4 separate regions of the Sus scrofa genome follow, and regions 1, 2 and 4 are each linked to region 3. Evidence: chromatin contacts called from public Hi-C, HiChIP or PLAC-seq and promoter capture Hi-C data. All regions are on one chromosome and are shown on one strand. Each heading gives the region's core, a stretch centred on a gene start, on an enhancer-like site or on the middle of the called end of the contact. The rest is flanking DNA. Distances are from core to core; before and after follow the strand shown.

Region 1 (3,561 bases), core at 302-2,801, 150 kb after region 3:
CAGTGAGAGCCCACCTCCAACACTGAAATGGACGAAGAATGTCACCTGCCCATTCCAGAAAACAAAGAATGTCGCCCCCATCCAGCCACGTGGCCCGAGGGGACTCGGAACGGAGGAAGAACTGGACACTGGCCCTCGACAGTTAAGATGCAAATCTAAGCAAGAATTTCAGGGAGCCCAGGCTCGTGCATTTTCCTGTGCAAAGAAAAGCGCTCGAATCGTGAGTGACGTGTCTGGTTTTTTGGGTGCCTAGCAGTCATCTTTTTTTCTTTATGCAGCAGCTCCTGTGGCACATGGAAGTTCCCAGGCGAGGGGTCTCATCTGAGACGCAGCTGCTGGCCTACCCCACAACCACAGCAACGTGGGATCGGAGCCACACCCGCGACCTATGCTGCAGCTTGCGGCAAGGCTGGACCTCAACCCACTGAGCGAGGCCAGGGGTTCAACCCACATCTTCACAAACACTGTGTCGGTTTTTACCCCGCTAGGCCACCCCAGGAACTCCCAGCAGTCATCTTCTGATGTGGGATTGCCCTGGGGGGGGGGGGGTCCCAGCAAAAACTCCTAGAGATCCCGGCCCCTCCCTTACTTCTCCCGACAGACCCTCAGAGCTGCTGAGGGGCTGCTTCCTGGGCTACAGTCCTCAGTAAGGCCCCCAAATGAAACAGAGCTCAACTCTGAGGTTTTTGTCCCAGGTCTCTGCACCTGGCTCTAAATCGGGACCCGCTGGGCTGGGGACTGGACTGGAGCTGAGACCTCTGGGGACTCCACGGAGGACGCTGACGCTGACAGGTGAAGGAAGTGGCTCAGAGGCGGCTCCGAGCGCGGGCGGGACAGCGCGGGGGCGGCGGGCCCCCGGCACCGGCCCCCCCCGCGCCGCCCCTCTCGTGCGGGTCTCGGAAGAGAAGGGGCTGCTCCAGCGGCTCCGGGCGCCGCCTCCCCGCAAGGGCTCGCGCAGCCCCGCCCCGCCCCGCCCCGTTGCCTGGTAACGGAAGCCCCGCCCCCGGCCCGCCCCGCCCCGTCGCCTGGTAACGGCAGCCCCGCCCCCAGGAGTCGGAGGCAGCGAGGCCAGCCGCGGACCTGGAGGGCCTGGCGAGCCCTCTCCCGCCCAGCGGCCGGCGCGGTCGGTACCTGCCTGAGGTCCAGGTTGCCGAAGCCCCCGCAGCAGTCGGGCGCCGCCCCCGGGTCCCGCATGGTCCTCGCTCGCCGGAGCCCCCGGCCGCGGGCCGCCTTGCAGGGGTTGCCGCGCGGGCCTCGCGGGAGCCCCCGGCCCGCAGAACCGGCCCCCATGGCGGCCCATGAAGCGCCGCCGGCGGGGCGCTTTCCCGATGACCCCCGCTTCCTTGGCCTTCTGGGAAATGTAGTCCCCGTTTCCGCGCAGGGCCGCGCTCCCGGGCTCGCGCAAGCCTCTCGCGGAACCGAGACCTACTACAAATCCCAGGGCCGCGCGCTGCGGCGCCCGCCAGTCCCGCGGCGGCCTCGAGGCCGCCGGGCTCGGTGTCCCCTCGGCCCCCGGCTCCCCACCTGTCCTGCCAACTGACCTGGTGTCCCTGTCCTTGGCCGGCGGCGGGCTAGAGGCCGGCGGCGGCGGGTCGTAGGCTTAAGTAGCGCTCTGCGCAGCCCCTGCGGACCTGGACTTTGGCCGGCTCGGCCCCCCGCCCCTCCTGAGGCTGCCTGTGCCTGGGGGCGGGCACTCCCCGCAGCTCCCGCCCCGCGGTTGGCGACCCTCCTCCACTCCCCCTCGAGCACTCACCGGGGCTGCCCTCGTTGTCGCCTGGGGGAAGAGCGCCTAGCAGGAAAAGCGGGGTGTGTTGGGGGGAGGGGGCTGGGTCGGATGGTCACCGGGGCCCCTGCCCTGGAATGCTTCGGGAAGGTCTCAGAGGGAGGCCTGAGTGCAGGAGGTGCCAGACATGCAAACTGCAGGGGCAGGAAGAGAGACCACCTGTGCAGGTGCCTGGAGACCGGAGGGGTCCTTCTGGAATCCGGAAAAGGCTGGAGTAGTGGTGGACGGGAGATAGGGGGAACGACGGAGTTCGGAAAAGTAGGTGGGGAGTTCCCGTCGCGGCGCAGGGGAAAGGAATCCGACTAGGAATCACGAGGTTGCGGGTTCGATCCCTGGCCTCGCTCAGTGGGTTAGGGATCCGGCGTTGCCGTGAACTGTGGTGTAGGTTGCAGTCGTGGCTTGGATCCCGCGATGCTGTGGCTCTGGCATACGCTGGCGGTACAGCTCCGATTGGACCCCTAGCCTGAGAACCTCCACATGCCGCGGGTGTAGCCCTAAAAAGACAAAAAAAAAAAAAAAAAAGGAAAAGAAAAGTAGGTGGGATTTTGGATGGTTTGGTCCCAAGACAGCCCCTTTGAGCTAGGTGCCATGTACCTGGGAAATGGAGATTCCCTTGTCTGGGATGGGAGCCCAGGCAGCCCCTCTGTAAAGCCAGCTCTCCCTGATTCAAGCCCACTTCTCACCCCTTGGCCCTCAGCACCGGCCGGTCTGGAGCATTTGTGAGCAGACCCGGTGTGCGGGCCCCTGCGGTGGCCTCCGCAGCATCCCTAGGATAGGCAGGCCCACGGTGAGACAGGAAGGACACTGGCCTGGGGGCGAGCACTGGCTCTCGGACTGCAGACAACTTTCGTGTCCTCGAAAGTGAAAAGGAAATACCTGTTGGTAAAACCCATCACGCGGACCAGTGGGAAGTGCTTAACAACCACTGGGCATGACTGGGCTGCGCGCACGGCAGGCGCTGCAGGACCGGTGTGCCCACTGACCACCGCTCGTCATGCTCCCGCTCAGGGAGTCCAGGCAGAACCAGAGCCAATTCTGGGGGGCCTGCCAAGGGGGAAGGGCCCCCAGCCAGCACCACCCACCCAGGCCCGTTTTCTCCCTGCCTACGCCCGTTCTTTTATTAAGCCAGAGAAATTGGGTTTTGTGTGTGGTTTGTCTGGGAACGAAGAAAGGTAAATGTCAGAGGTCACCAGAGCTGATGCAACCGGAAGAGTCCACTGCCATCCCGCACCCCCGCAAGGGGCACACGCTGACCACAAAAGCGAGACCCCGCTTCCAGCGTGAGCACAAAACCTGCCGCCAAAGATATTTGGGGGCAGAAGTGTTCGCCTGGTGCTTTGAACACACCCGGGCCTGAGCTTGCAGGGACGCCACCCAGCCAGCCTCTCTCCCGAGAGTGCTCTGCGGCATCCCCAGCAAACAGAAGAGTCACTTCTGAGGCAGCTGCTGCTCTGGTGGGCAGGATGTTTGCTCCCAAAGTCCCCCTTCCCGAAGCTTTAACAAACAGGGTTATCTCTCTCTGCCCCAGCCTCATAGCTCTTCAGATTCCCGGAGCCATTTATCAGAATGTCTCCTGTCGGCTCCAGGGCAAACATCTCCAGGTGACCTCTCCGCTGGGAGTTTGACCTTTGCTAGAGAGGATCAAAGCCAGCAGCCATTTCTTCTTTGCCTTCTCCAGCTCCCGCCCTCCCTCCCTCCCCTGTGTCACCGGATCTGGCTGCCTGGCTCCCAGCCATCACCAAAAGGGCTTTTATTACTAAAAATGAACATTTATTATT
Region 2 (3,343 bases), core at 22-2,521, 190 kb before region 3:
AGGCCGGGGACGACCCCGCCCCTGGCTGTCGGAGGGGTCTCTTCCCCTCCGCACTGCCAGGGAATGGAACTCTGTCTGATGCTCTCTGCGCCCAGGAGGCCGCACAGAGCCCCGCGGCGGGAGGAAGCCGGCCCCGCGCGCCCCCCGCCTCCACCAGCAGGTGGCGCCCTGGCCGCTCGGCGGCCCCGGCCCGGTGTGGCCGGTGCGGCGGGTGATCCACGGTCGCGGGGCGTGGAGAGCGCCCTGCAGGCTCCGCCCGGGCCAGTCCCCGATGCCGCGGCCCTTGTCGGGGCTCCCACCCACCTGCGTGAGGATGGAGCGTGTCTAACCCCCGGGAGGGCGCGCGCGCAGCCCACCGTCCTCCCTCTCCAGGCCCGGCTCGGGGGGTCCGAGAACACCTGGCCCCCCGGGAGGCAAAGACCGGGCGGCGAGACTGAAGCCTGGCGCCCGCCGCCCCCGCGCCGACGCCTCTCCCTGCCTCGGTTTCCCGATTTCCCGTAGGAAACGCTGGAGTTCGCGGAGCGGGGGAGGCTCCGCCCCCAGGGAGGACTGACAGCCCCGAAACCCCGGGTGATTTTGGTGTTTATTTGGGGGCTTGTTGTTTCCGTTTTTTTCGTTGTGATACAGCACGCAGAACACAGACTTCGCCGTGTTAACGTTTTTCAGGGTTCACTTTGGGGGCATTAGGTGTGCAGGGTGTTGGGCGACCTTTGGCACCGTCACCTCCAGAGCTGTGTCGTCTTCCCAAAGCGGAACTCGGCCCCCTTAAGCCCGCATCCCCCCCGCCCCGCACAGCCCCTGTCCACCGGGCTTCCTCCTGTCCCCGTGGATGGGACCTCTGGGTGTCTCAGAGGGGGAATCATGCAGTGTTTGTCCTTTCGCTTCTGGCTTATCGCGCTCAGCACAATGTCTTCAGCTTCATCCGCGTCGTAGCGTGTGTGTGTGTGTGTGTGTGTGTGTGTGTCTGAATTTCCTGTCTTTTGACAGCCGCCCAACCTCCCATTGCTGGTGTGGACCCCATTTCTCCTCATCTGTGGATGGACACTTGGTTGCTTCCACCGTCTGGCTCCTGTGAATCACGCTGCTTTGAACATTTGTGTGCAAGTGCAGGTGGGAGGCTCTGTCCTCCCAGTGCCTGTTTCTTCAGGCCCCTGGAAGCGTGGGTGCCCCTGTCGGAGATCCAGCAGGCACCGCGGCATCAGCAGTGTGGCCTGTGCTTGCAACGTGCATGCCAGACCCAGAGCCGGGAAAGCAGCTCAGATCTGCCGCAGATTCATCCTGCAGGCGGCCAGCTGAGCGGGGGAGCCCGGGAAGGCAGGCTTCCGAAACAGAACCACCCCCGCCTGTCACTCTTCTTCCTAAAAAGGCTCCATATTCAGATGTCTTCTTGCAAAAAAAAAGAGAAAAGACAAAGAACCTTTTTACCTTGAAACATCATCACTTATGATCCTTGAAATCTTGCACATGTAATGTTTATGTAACTGCGTTCGTGTGACACACAGAGGCTTCAAAGCTGCCTGGTGCGTTTGGGGGCAGAGGAGGAGGAAGAAGAGGTGAAGAATTGCTCTGCCTGGTCTGCTGGCAGCCCAGCAGTCCAAGACCCGCTGGGCAAAAGCTGGTGTCAGCTCTGTGGTCACACTGTCCGGGCTTCTGCCCTCCCATATGCCAGCAGGTTTTTACTGCCTCCTGGAAGGCAGAGCCAGGCCAGCGAAGGGGCAGCTATAGGCTCAGGATAGAGACAAGCTTTCAAATGATTAGAAAGGCAATCTCGATAGGTGGTGAGCCCACTGTCCCCAGAGGTATGCAAATAGAAACTGAAAGACCATCGGTAAGGGATAGTGTGACAGGCAGAGAGTGGGGGGTTCTTAGAGGACCTCATTGGCCCAGGAGTATTTGCCTACATCCTTTTTTTTTTTAGGGCCACACCTCTGGCACACCGATGCCCGGGGGCTAGGGATTGATCAAATCAGAACTGCAATTGCCGGCCTACACCACAGCCACAGCGTCTCCAGATCTGAGCCATGTCTGTGACCTGCACCACACATCACGGCAATGCCAGATCCTTAACCCGCTGAGCGGGGCCAGGGAATCAAACCCATGTTGTCATGAATACTAATCGGGCTCTTAACCCACTGAGCCATCATGGGAACTCCGAGTGTGTCGACATCTTTTGAAACTCTTTGCCTCACTGGAGGAAGCATGCTCACCAGGCCACCTGTGACTACACGTGGAGTCCTGGGAGGCAGGATCCAGGAGGGGCCTTCAAAGTGTGGTTTTTTCCACCCAGACAACAACCGGGCCAATAACAGCACTAGGTCCTGGGGGGCTGCCTACGGAGGGCTGCCCGTGGCGCCTCCTCTCGGCAGGAGAATTGTGTTAAGAACCAGGATTCTGAAGCCTCACTGTCTGGGTCCACCTCCTGTGTGCGGCAGGACGGGACCCCGTGGAGGACGTTTCCTTCCCAAGGCCAGGAGGGAGGCCTCCACTCCAGGCAGGCCTGCCCTACGTGAACCACCACTGTCACCGTCCCTGTGGGCGTCTGCTGTGTGCCAGCTACCCTTCCGGTAACTCACTAACCCTCCCAAGCTCTCCAAGATGCCTCCTTTCATTTTATAGGTAAGAAAATGGAGCCCAGAGAGGTTTATTAACTTGCCCAAGATCACACAGCCAATCAGTGGTAAAATTCCAGTAGAGCTGGGACTTGTCGGGGCTCCCGCTCTGCCGGCCTGCAGCCCCCACCTCCACTGTGATGTGCCCACAAGCCCTCCAGGGCTCTCCCAGCTGCACCTCCTGAACCACAGGCTGCTCAGTGACAAGTCACCCCTTCACTCCAAGGAGAAGCTGGTCCCACCTGGTTAATGCCGGGCTCAGCCCACAGGCCTCGCCAGCCCACCTCTCCTGAATCCCGCCCAGGCCTCGTCGCCCGCATTTCCGGAGGCACAGAGCTTCCATACCCAGGTTACACCTTAGATTGCCCACCTCCTGCGACATCATGCGGGGACAGTGACAGGGTGAGCCTGAGGCTCATCTCGGGAGGAACACCGAGGGCAGGTGCCCCTGTCTACAGGGCTGGCTCAGGCTTTGCATACAGTAAGCAGTCAGCAAGTGCTTGCTGTTTTATTGACTGAGCAGGGAAGGAGTGAGGCTGCCTTGGGTAACCTGGGTATCTGGTGACATTCAGGTCAGGGGCCGCGTCCCAGCTCTGACACTTGGACGGGTCACGCTCCTTCCTTGGGCTTTGGTCCCCCCCGCCCCCCGCCCCCGCCTCTCAGGGGTGTGTGAGCGGGGTTCATGCCAGGTCCCCCCATCAGACCCTCCCCCACCTGGCTGCTGCAGGTGCTTC
Region 3 (3,390 bases), core at 128-2,627:
GCCTGACCTCTCTTTGGTCCCCGGGGGCCCCGGCCCAGGAGCCACCGCAGGGCAGTGAGGCAGCCCAGGGCAAAGCCTGCGAGCCCGCCGCCTGTGGAAGCGGGAAAAGGCCCGTCTCCAGGCCCGGCCGGGCGACGGCCAGGAGGCACCGAAGCCCCTGGGCGCCGCCCGAAGCCCCTGGGCGCCGCCCGAAGCTGAGCTGCACAGGCCAAGCCTCACCGCGGGGAGGGAACCGCCGCCGGGGCCGGAACAGCGGGCAGCTCTCTATGGACCCCCCACCCCACCCCCGTCTCCGCCGGGCGCCCGGGCTTTCCAGGATCCGAGCAAAAGGCAGAAACGTCCGCCCGCCCGACGGCCTCCTCCCCTTCACACTCCACGCAGAAGCTCAACCCCCGCCCTCCCGCCGGGGCCGGCGCGCGGGACGACGCTGCCCTCCCGGGGTGCGCCCCAGGCCCGGGGTTAACTGCAGCCGCCGCAGAGGGCCGACGCTGCGAGGACCCGGCGCAGGGCGGCTGCCGGCCCGCAGCCTCGCTGTACACACAGGGGACACACGCGGCGTCGCGGGCACCGGCACTCAACCACCGACAGGCTGGTGCCCCCGACACGTCCGCCCCGACGGCCCCGACGGCCCCCGCGGATTGTGCCCGGTGTCCCCCGGCTGGCGACCCATCGCCTCCCGCGGGGACTCCTCCCGGCCCCCGGCCCCCCGGGGCCGCCGCGACCCACCCCCGGGCCGAACCTGCCTCCCCCGACCGGGCGCGCCGGACCGCACCCGCCACACCCGACGGCCCCTCACCTCCAGGGCCCGCGGGACCCCGGGCGGGGGCGGCGACGCCGACGCGCCCCTCAGCCCGGCCTCGCCGGCCGGCTCCCTCCCCTTGCCCCGAACCCGCGGGTCAACTAACCGGACAGACCAGGGCGACGCCAGACGCCGGCGGAGTCCTGAAGCCCCTGGGGCTGCCCTCGGGGTCCGGGGCCGCGCCGTCACCTCCTCCCCCGCGGCTGCACGGCGCCCGCCCCCAGGCGCGTGACTCGCCCGGGCCGTACCACTGCCCCGGCCGCGGGTGGGGGTGCGGGCCGTACCAACGCCCAGAGGTTTAGTGGGGGCTCGGGCCGTACCATGGCCCGCCTGGCGGAGGGGGTGCGGTGCGTGCCACCCGTCCCAGAGGCGGTGGGGGCGTGGGCCACACCACCGCCCAAGCCGCGGGTGGGGGCGCGGACTGTATCATGGCCGATTCGCGGAGGGGGTGATGGCCGTACCACCGCCCAGGCCGCGGAGGAAACGCGCGGAGCCGCACCCCGGGAAGGCCCGGAGAGCCCGGCGGCTCCGAAGTCCAGCAGAACGCCGTCGCCACTACCCCCAGCCCGCTAACCCTCTGAAAATTCCGGAGTGGTTCCGCCCGCTCAGACGGAGGGGCGGGGGATGTCGGAGGAAACCATTACAGGAGAGAGGGGTACTTCAATTTAAAGAACCTTTTAAAAAAAACTTGAAAAATATAGCTATCCTAGGATTCCCAGTGCACACCAAAGAAACAAAAAAGGGAATGTCGCGATTCCATAAAGGGCGCTGTAATTCCCTTTGCTTGCACCATTAGTTTTTATTAAATTTCCGATTGAACCGGTCTTCGGTGGGGCGTGCGAGCATGGGGCCGTCCGCCAGCTGACGTAAACAGAGGGCGACGTCGAGGGAGAAGGCCGTCGGGTGACGCAAAAAGCCCGCGCCGCCGGGAAAGTGGGACGGGAAAGCGTGTGCGCCAAACTTTAAAAACTGTGGTTATCCAGAGATAATCTTCTAAAACCTGGGCGTCTTTTGTTCAGACTGTATAGTGGTCAGTCCGAAAGGCTTCAGTGCCTTATGCCAGGCGGCCTAGAGTGAGGGAGTGTCAATGGACCGCCCTAGACCAAGGGTAAAATCACCGGGTCTGAGAGTTCCCTGGTGGCTCAGGCAATTAAGGATCCGGTGTTGTCACTGAAGCGGTTCGCCTCGCTGCCGTAGCTATGGGATCGATTGCCGGCCCAGGAACTTCCGCGTGCCAGAAGCGCGGCAAAAAAACAAATCACGGGAGTCACTTCTGAGCCGAGGAAAGCGCAGATGGGCACCTTGTGGTAGAAGATTAAGGGCTACAGGGGATGGAGTTTTGAGGCCAGTTATTGCCCCTATATTATTAACTAGTCCTAGCAATCCAGTTCCTCTTGATATTGGACAGCCAAGAACTTAGCATACTGGCTGATAAGTCAAAAAATAATTTCCGAAGCAAACAGTAACACAGGAGTTCCTATCGCAGCTCAGCGGAAACAAAGAAAGAAACAAAGCCATTAGGACGCGGGTTCGGATTCCTGTAGGTCGCAGAGGTGGCTGTGATCTGGCTTTTCGGTGGCTGTGGTGTAGGCCACCGGCTAGAGCTTGGATTCGGCCCCTAGCCTGGGAACCTCGTATTCCGCACCTGCAGCCCTAAAATGGGGCGGGGGGGGGGGCAGTAACAACAACAACAAAACCCCCACAGGGATATACTGATTTGGAGTTCTAGGTTTACTTCTGTCATCAACGCCTGAGTTTTACAGAGTTTGTGAAATGCTTTTTGAAAGCCTTAGTGGAAAGGTGCAAGAAATGACTGCGGCCTCCTAGTCTGTGGCCTTTCAATTTCTAACAGAAAAATTTCCCACATCTGTCACAGTAAACAAAACTCACCCTGAAAATGACACAGCAGCAATTCTGAATATAAATCTGACCAACTGATTTCCACACTAGTAAAGAACTTAACACAACCTTCCCAAACTTTGCTGCCATGCTGCTTTTATTTAAAGGGAGCTTAACATCTTAAAGGGAAGAAATCCCACTGCATATCCTGCTGCTTCAACCAGGAAGACAAATGTTCTTTCACAATTTTTAGTGTTTTGTTGTGTTTTGGTCTTTTTAGGGCTGCACTCGCAGTATATGGAAGTCCCCAGGCTAGGAGCTGAATCAGATGTGCAGCTGCTGGCCTGCGCCACAGCCACAGCCAAGTGGGAGCCCAGCGGCTTCTGACCTGCACTGCAGCTCACAGCAACGCCCGATCCTTAACCCACTGAGCAAGGCCAGGAATTGAACCCGAGTCCTCATGGATGCTAGTCGGGTTCATTAATCCCCAAGTCACAAGCTGAGTCACAAGAGTCACGCTGGGAACTCCTCGACTGAATACGTCTAATCACGTCATTTTTTAAAAAGTATTATAATAGATCCCCTGTTATAAATAGTAATCCAAGCTTTCACCTCTTCCAGCAACAACAGTATTTCCTGGGTTTTCAGTTATGCTTAACAGCAAGCAAGTAACGGGTCATATGTCAGAAGGTGGAACTCACACAAGACTTGTACGTCCTGCAGAGGTTTGGGCTATCAGACAAATGCATGTA
Region 4 (3,447 bases), core at 932-3,431, 160 kb before region 3:
GACGCCAGGGATCGAACCTGCATCCTCACGGATGCCAGTTGGATCCATTTCCGCTGTGCCACAGTGGGCACTCCTGCCTTCTAATTTGTCTCCATTTGCTCAGGTGTGAGCTTCTTCCAAGGTGGCCTGAATCAAATGCCTCCTTATGCCCCCACTGCAGACCCTCCTGCCCGGGGATGTGTCCACAGACTTGAGCAGAACACGACAGGCATTTGCTTCAGGGACGGGGCCTGTGAGATGACCTTGAGGCATGGGTAGGACTTTTGAGAATTATTTTAGAGCAAGTTATACATGCACACAACACTGAATCCAAAGAAAGAAGAGGGCGCACAGTGAAAATTAAAAGTAGGTCACCTCTCAACCACCCAGCTCCCTCCCCAGAGGCCACCCGTGGTATCAGTTTCTGAGTATTCTGTGTAGGCAAGAATTGTCTGTCTCCCCCACTACACACACACACTTTTTTATTTTGCAAAAATTTAAACCCACAGAAAAGCCGCGAGGGTAGGACAATAAACACCCTTTGCCTAGATTCACCAATTAACATTTTGGCACGGTGCTAAATCGTTTACAAGCATTATATCATGTGACACTCACGGCAAGCACACACTCATGCCAGTTTTGTGGATGAGGTAACGGAGGCAGCAGGCAGGTGAAGGCACTCGCCCAGGGCCAAGGGCCGGCCAGGCTGGGGCTGGCCTTCCCCACAGGCGGCCGCGGGACTTGGATTCTCCGTTCTTCAGCTCGCTTTGGAGCAAAGTACTTTCTTACACGAACATGACATCCGCCTCCCTGGGATGTTTGCAGGAGGCTCAGTGGAAAAGTACACAGCTCTGGAAGCCTTCGCTGCTTCTCCGAAAACCTTCCATTCTCTAAGCAACAGCTGCTGTCACTGACCCTAGCACATGCTTCAGTGTCACCTCCTCTGCGAGGGCTGAGCTGGCTCAAGCCCTGATTTGGAAACCCCGGCGCTGGGCTCCTCGCTGCCAGTAGGATGACCTTACCAGCCTGGGCTTGGACCCCAGGGCCCTGGATGACCGGGCCCTCACGAAGGCCTCAGCGTGGTCAGTCCTGCTCCTTCTTCCTCCACCTCCACCCCAGCCCCTCTCGACTCACGCTCGGCCTGAATTTCCTCTCCTCTTTAATTTCCCCAAGGACTCCCTCTCTGAGCTGCTGAGCCTTTTGTCCACACCTCCTTCAGTCTTCTCTAAGTGGTCTCCTGGCTCGGAGACTGGACGGTGGAGGACTGGAGGGACGGTTCGCCCACCTAGTAGAACTACGTGGCACAAATTGCTTGGAAGCGTTGGAGCCTTAATTTCCTCAAGTGCGTAATGAGGGCAGGAGTGCCTGGCTCAGTACCTGGCATCGCGTCAGCCCTTACTAATCTCCCGCAATAGAACTGACAGCTCTTCCAGGCTGATGTCTCTGAGTCACCCCCTGAAACCCTACCTCCCTCGTCTTAATTTCTATGTGCCTCAGTGTCCGCCCGTGTAAAACGGGATGGTGATGGGGAGGCTGTGCGCCTTCACTGAGCTCATGCATATCAAGCACTTGTAACACTCTGCAGCCTTGCTGACCACCGCGCGTGGCCCGCGCACAGTGGGTGCGGTGGGTGTCAAGCTAATCCGCTCCACGTGGGCGCAAGAGAGCCAGGTTGGAAAAGCTGTTTGCAGCACCAGCCCGCCGGCCCCGCCCCGCCGGCCCCGCCCCGCCCCGCCGGCCCCGCCCCCGCAGCTGTCAGGGCCGGCGGCCGCGCGCCCGTCCACCAAGCCTGAACGTCCCGCCGCGCCCCGCCTTTCCCCGCCTACACAAGTTACCTTGCGCCCGGCCGCCTTTGTCCCTCCCCCGGCTCCCATTCGCAGGAAGGTTTCTTTGTTAGCCGCGGCGCCCAGCTGCCATTGGCCCGCTGGGCCGCCAATCGCGCCGGGACGCGGCCCCGCCCCGCGTGCGGCCCCGCCCCGCGCGCTGGCCTGTCGCTCCCTCGCGCGCGCCCGCCGCCCCCGAGTGCGCCCGGCGCTCCGCTCCCCTTCGCTGCGGCCGCGGGCGCCCAGGGCGGCGCGGGCACCGAGCGCGGCGACCGGCGGGCGCTTTGGGAGCGGGAGCGGGCGCGCTTGGCCGCGTCCATGGGCCCGGGGCCGGCGGGCGGCGGCGGCGGCGGCGGCGCGGGCGGGCGGCGGGGGCCGCGCGCTCTGTGAGGCGCCGGCCTGCGTGCGCGGCTGGAGGCGGCGGCCGGGGATGCGGCGGCTCCCGGCCTGAGCCCGCGCCCGGCCATGTCGGCCGCCAAGGAGAACCCGTGCAGGAAATTCCAGGCCAACATCTTCAACAAGAGCAAGTGTCAGAACTGCTTCAAGCCCCGCGAGTCGCATCTGCTCAACGACGAGGACCTGACGCAGGTGAGCGCCCGCGGCCGGCGGCGGGCGGCGGGCGGCGGGCGGGGCGGACAAAGCGGCGCCCTGCGCCCGCCGCCCGGTGACTCATGCGTTTCGGAGGCTCGAGGCGCCCGGCCGAGCGCGGGAACAAAGCGCGGGGCCGCACTCGGGCCGGGCGGCGCGGCCGGAGCGGGGTCTCGTCTCTCCCGGGCGCCCCGGGTCGCCGCGCCGGCCTCTCCCCGCGCCGGTCCCTCCGCGGCCGGGCTCCCGGCCGCGCCCGACGGCCCGCCCCCGCCCCGCGCCCTCTCCCGGCCGCCGTGCTCCCCGAGCGTCCCCGGGCGGCCCTGAGCGAGGCCGGGAGCCCCCTTCCCATTGCGGCCCCGCTGACCTAGTTGCGGCCGCTCCTGCCGCGGACACGCTGCTTCCGAGCGGACCGGCCTGGCCCTTCCTCCGCCGCTGGAGTGCCCACCGGCCTTGGCGCTTACGGGGCCGGCGGCGGCGGCCCGGGACGTGCCGCCCCCTGACCGGAGCCCCCAGGCCGCGGAGCCCCCAGGCCGCGGAGCCCGGGTCGCGCCCCGAGGGCCCGCGGAGCTGTTTGCGGGGCGTGCTCCGGGCTGTGCGGCGGGCTTCCGAGGGCCCCTCCTCGGCGCTGCGGGGCTCTCTGGGCGGCCGCGTAGGCGGTGATGCGGGCCCCGCACCGGGACTCGGGAGATCCAGCTTCTGGTCTCCGCTGTCACTCTGAGCCGCGTGACCTTGAGCAGGTCCCTTCGCCTCTGGGTAGTTTCCTTTCCGTTCCCACAAATTGGGAGCAGGGGTCCCTGGCTCTCCCCCCCTCCAGGCGGTTGTGAAAAGCAAGGCATGAGACCTTCTTAAACTTTTCAAAAAATAAGCAGACAGAAAGTTGCTTACAGACCCGTACACTTGGATTTAGGAAGTTTCTGGGCTTGGCAAGGTTATTCTCGGAGAGTTTTCTGGTTATCCCGGGCCGCTGCCTCAATTGCGTGTTTACACCTCATGGGGCTTGCTTTCCATTTCTTAAATTTGGGTGGACTAGAATGGAATCTGCATATTCGAGTTAAAT

The links. Promoter capture Hi-C pulls out the DNA fragments that hold promoters and counts their contacts. A called contact is a pair of places that touch in the nucleus more often than the background predicts. HiChIP or PLAC-seq counts read pairs in DNA pulled down with a chosen protein or histone mark.
Region 1: an H3K27ac HiChIP or PLAC-seq map of alveolar macrophages shows a contact between it and region 3. The contact joins the promoter of PEMT here to the promoter of FLCN in region 3. A contact is called at or near these places in 1 of 5 promoter capture datasets (fetal liver) and 1 of 2 datasets of contacts at active chromatin or transcription factors (alveolar macrophages).
Region 2: a Hi-C map of subcutaneous adipose tissue shows a contact between it and region 3, with 2.1 times the contacts expected there. The contact joins the enhancer-like site here to the promoter of FLCN in region 3. A contact is called at or near these places in 3 of 47 Hi-C or Micro-C datasets (embryonic fibroblasts, retroperitoneal adipose tissue and subcutaneous adipose tissue) and 1 of 2 datasets of contacts at active chromatin or transcription factors (alveolar macrophages).
Region 4: a promoter capture Hi-C map of liver shows a contact between it and region 3, with 2.7 times the contacts expected there. The contact joins the promoter of MPRIP here to the promoter of FLCN in region 3. A contact is called at or near these places in 1 of 5 promoter capture datasets (liver), 2 of 47 Hi-C or Micro-C datasets (embryonic fibroblasts and epiblast stem cells) and 2 of 2 datasets of contacts at active chromatin or transcription factors (alveolar macrophages and skeletal muscle).

Annotation. Positions count from the first base shown.
Region 1 is chr12:60,878,357-60,881,917 of Sscrofa11.1, reverse strand. It overlaps PEMT (phosphatidylethanolamine N-methyltransferase), which reads right to left and starts at 1,551. Exons shown (of 7, transcript NM_214365.1): 1 at 1,542-1,551.
Region 2 is chr12:61,219,984-61,223,326 of Sscrofa11.1, reverse strand. No RefSeq gene overlaps it. Among named protein-coding and RNA genes, the nearest start is that of TNFRSF13B, 24 kb to the left of the region's middle. Within about 2 kb of position 1,271, at least 26 of the 83 cell types and tissues checked have an H3K27ac peak or open chromatin away from gene starts, as enhancers often do. A contact at or near this core is called in retroperitoneal adipose tissue and subcutaneous adipose tissue, where this site is marked.
Region 3 is chr12:61,027,173-61,030,562 of Sscrofa11.1, reverse strand. It overlaps FLCN (folliculin), which reads right to left and starts at 1,377. Exons shown (of 11, transcript XR_002337421.1): 1 at 906-1,377.
Region 4 is chr12:61,184,624-61,188,070 of Sscrofa11.1, reverse strand. It overlaps MPRIP (myosin phosphatase Rho-interacting protein), which reads left to right and starts at 2,181. Exons shown (of 23, transcript XM_021068036.1): 1 at 2,181-2,390. The coding sequence starts at 2,268.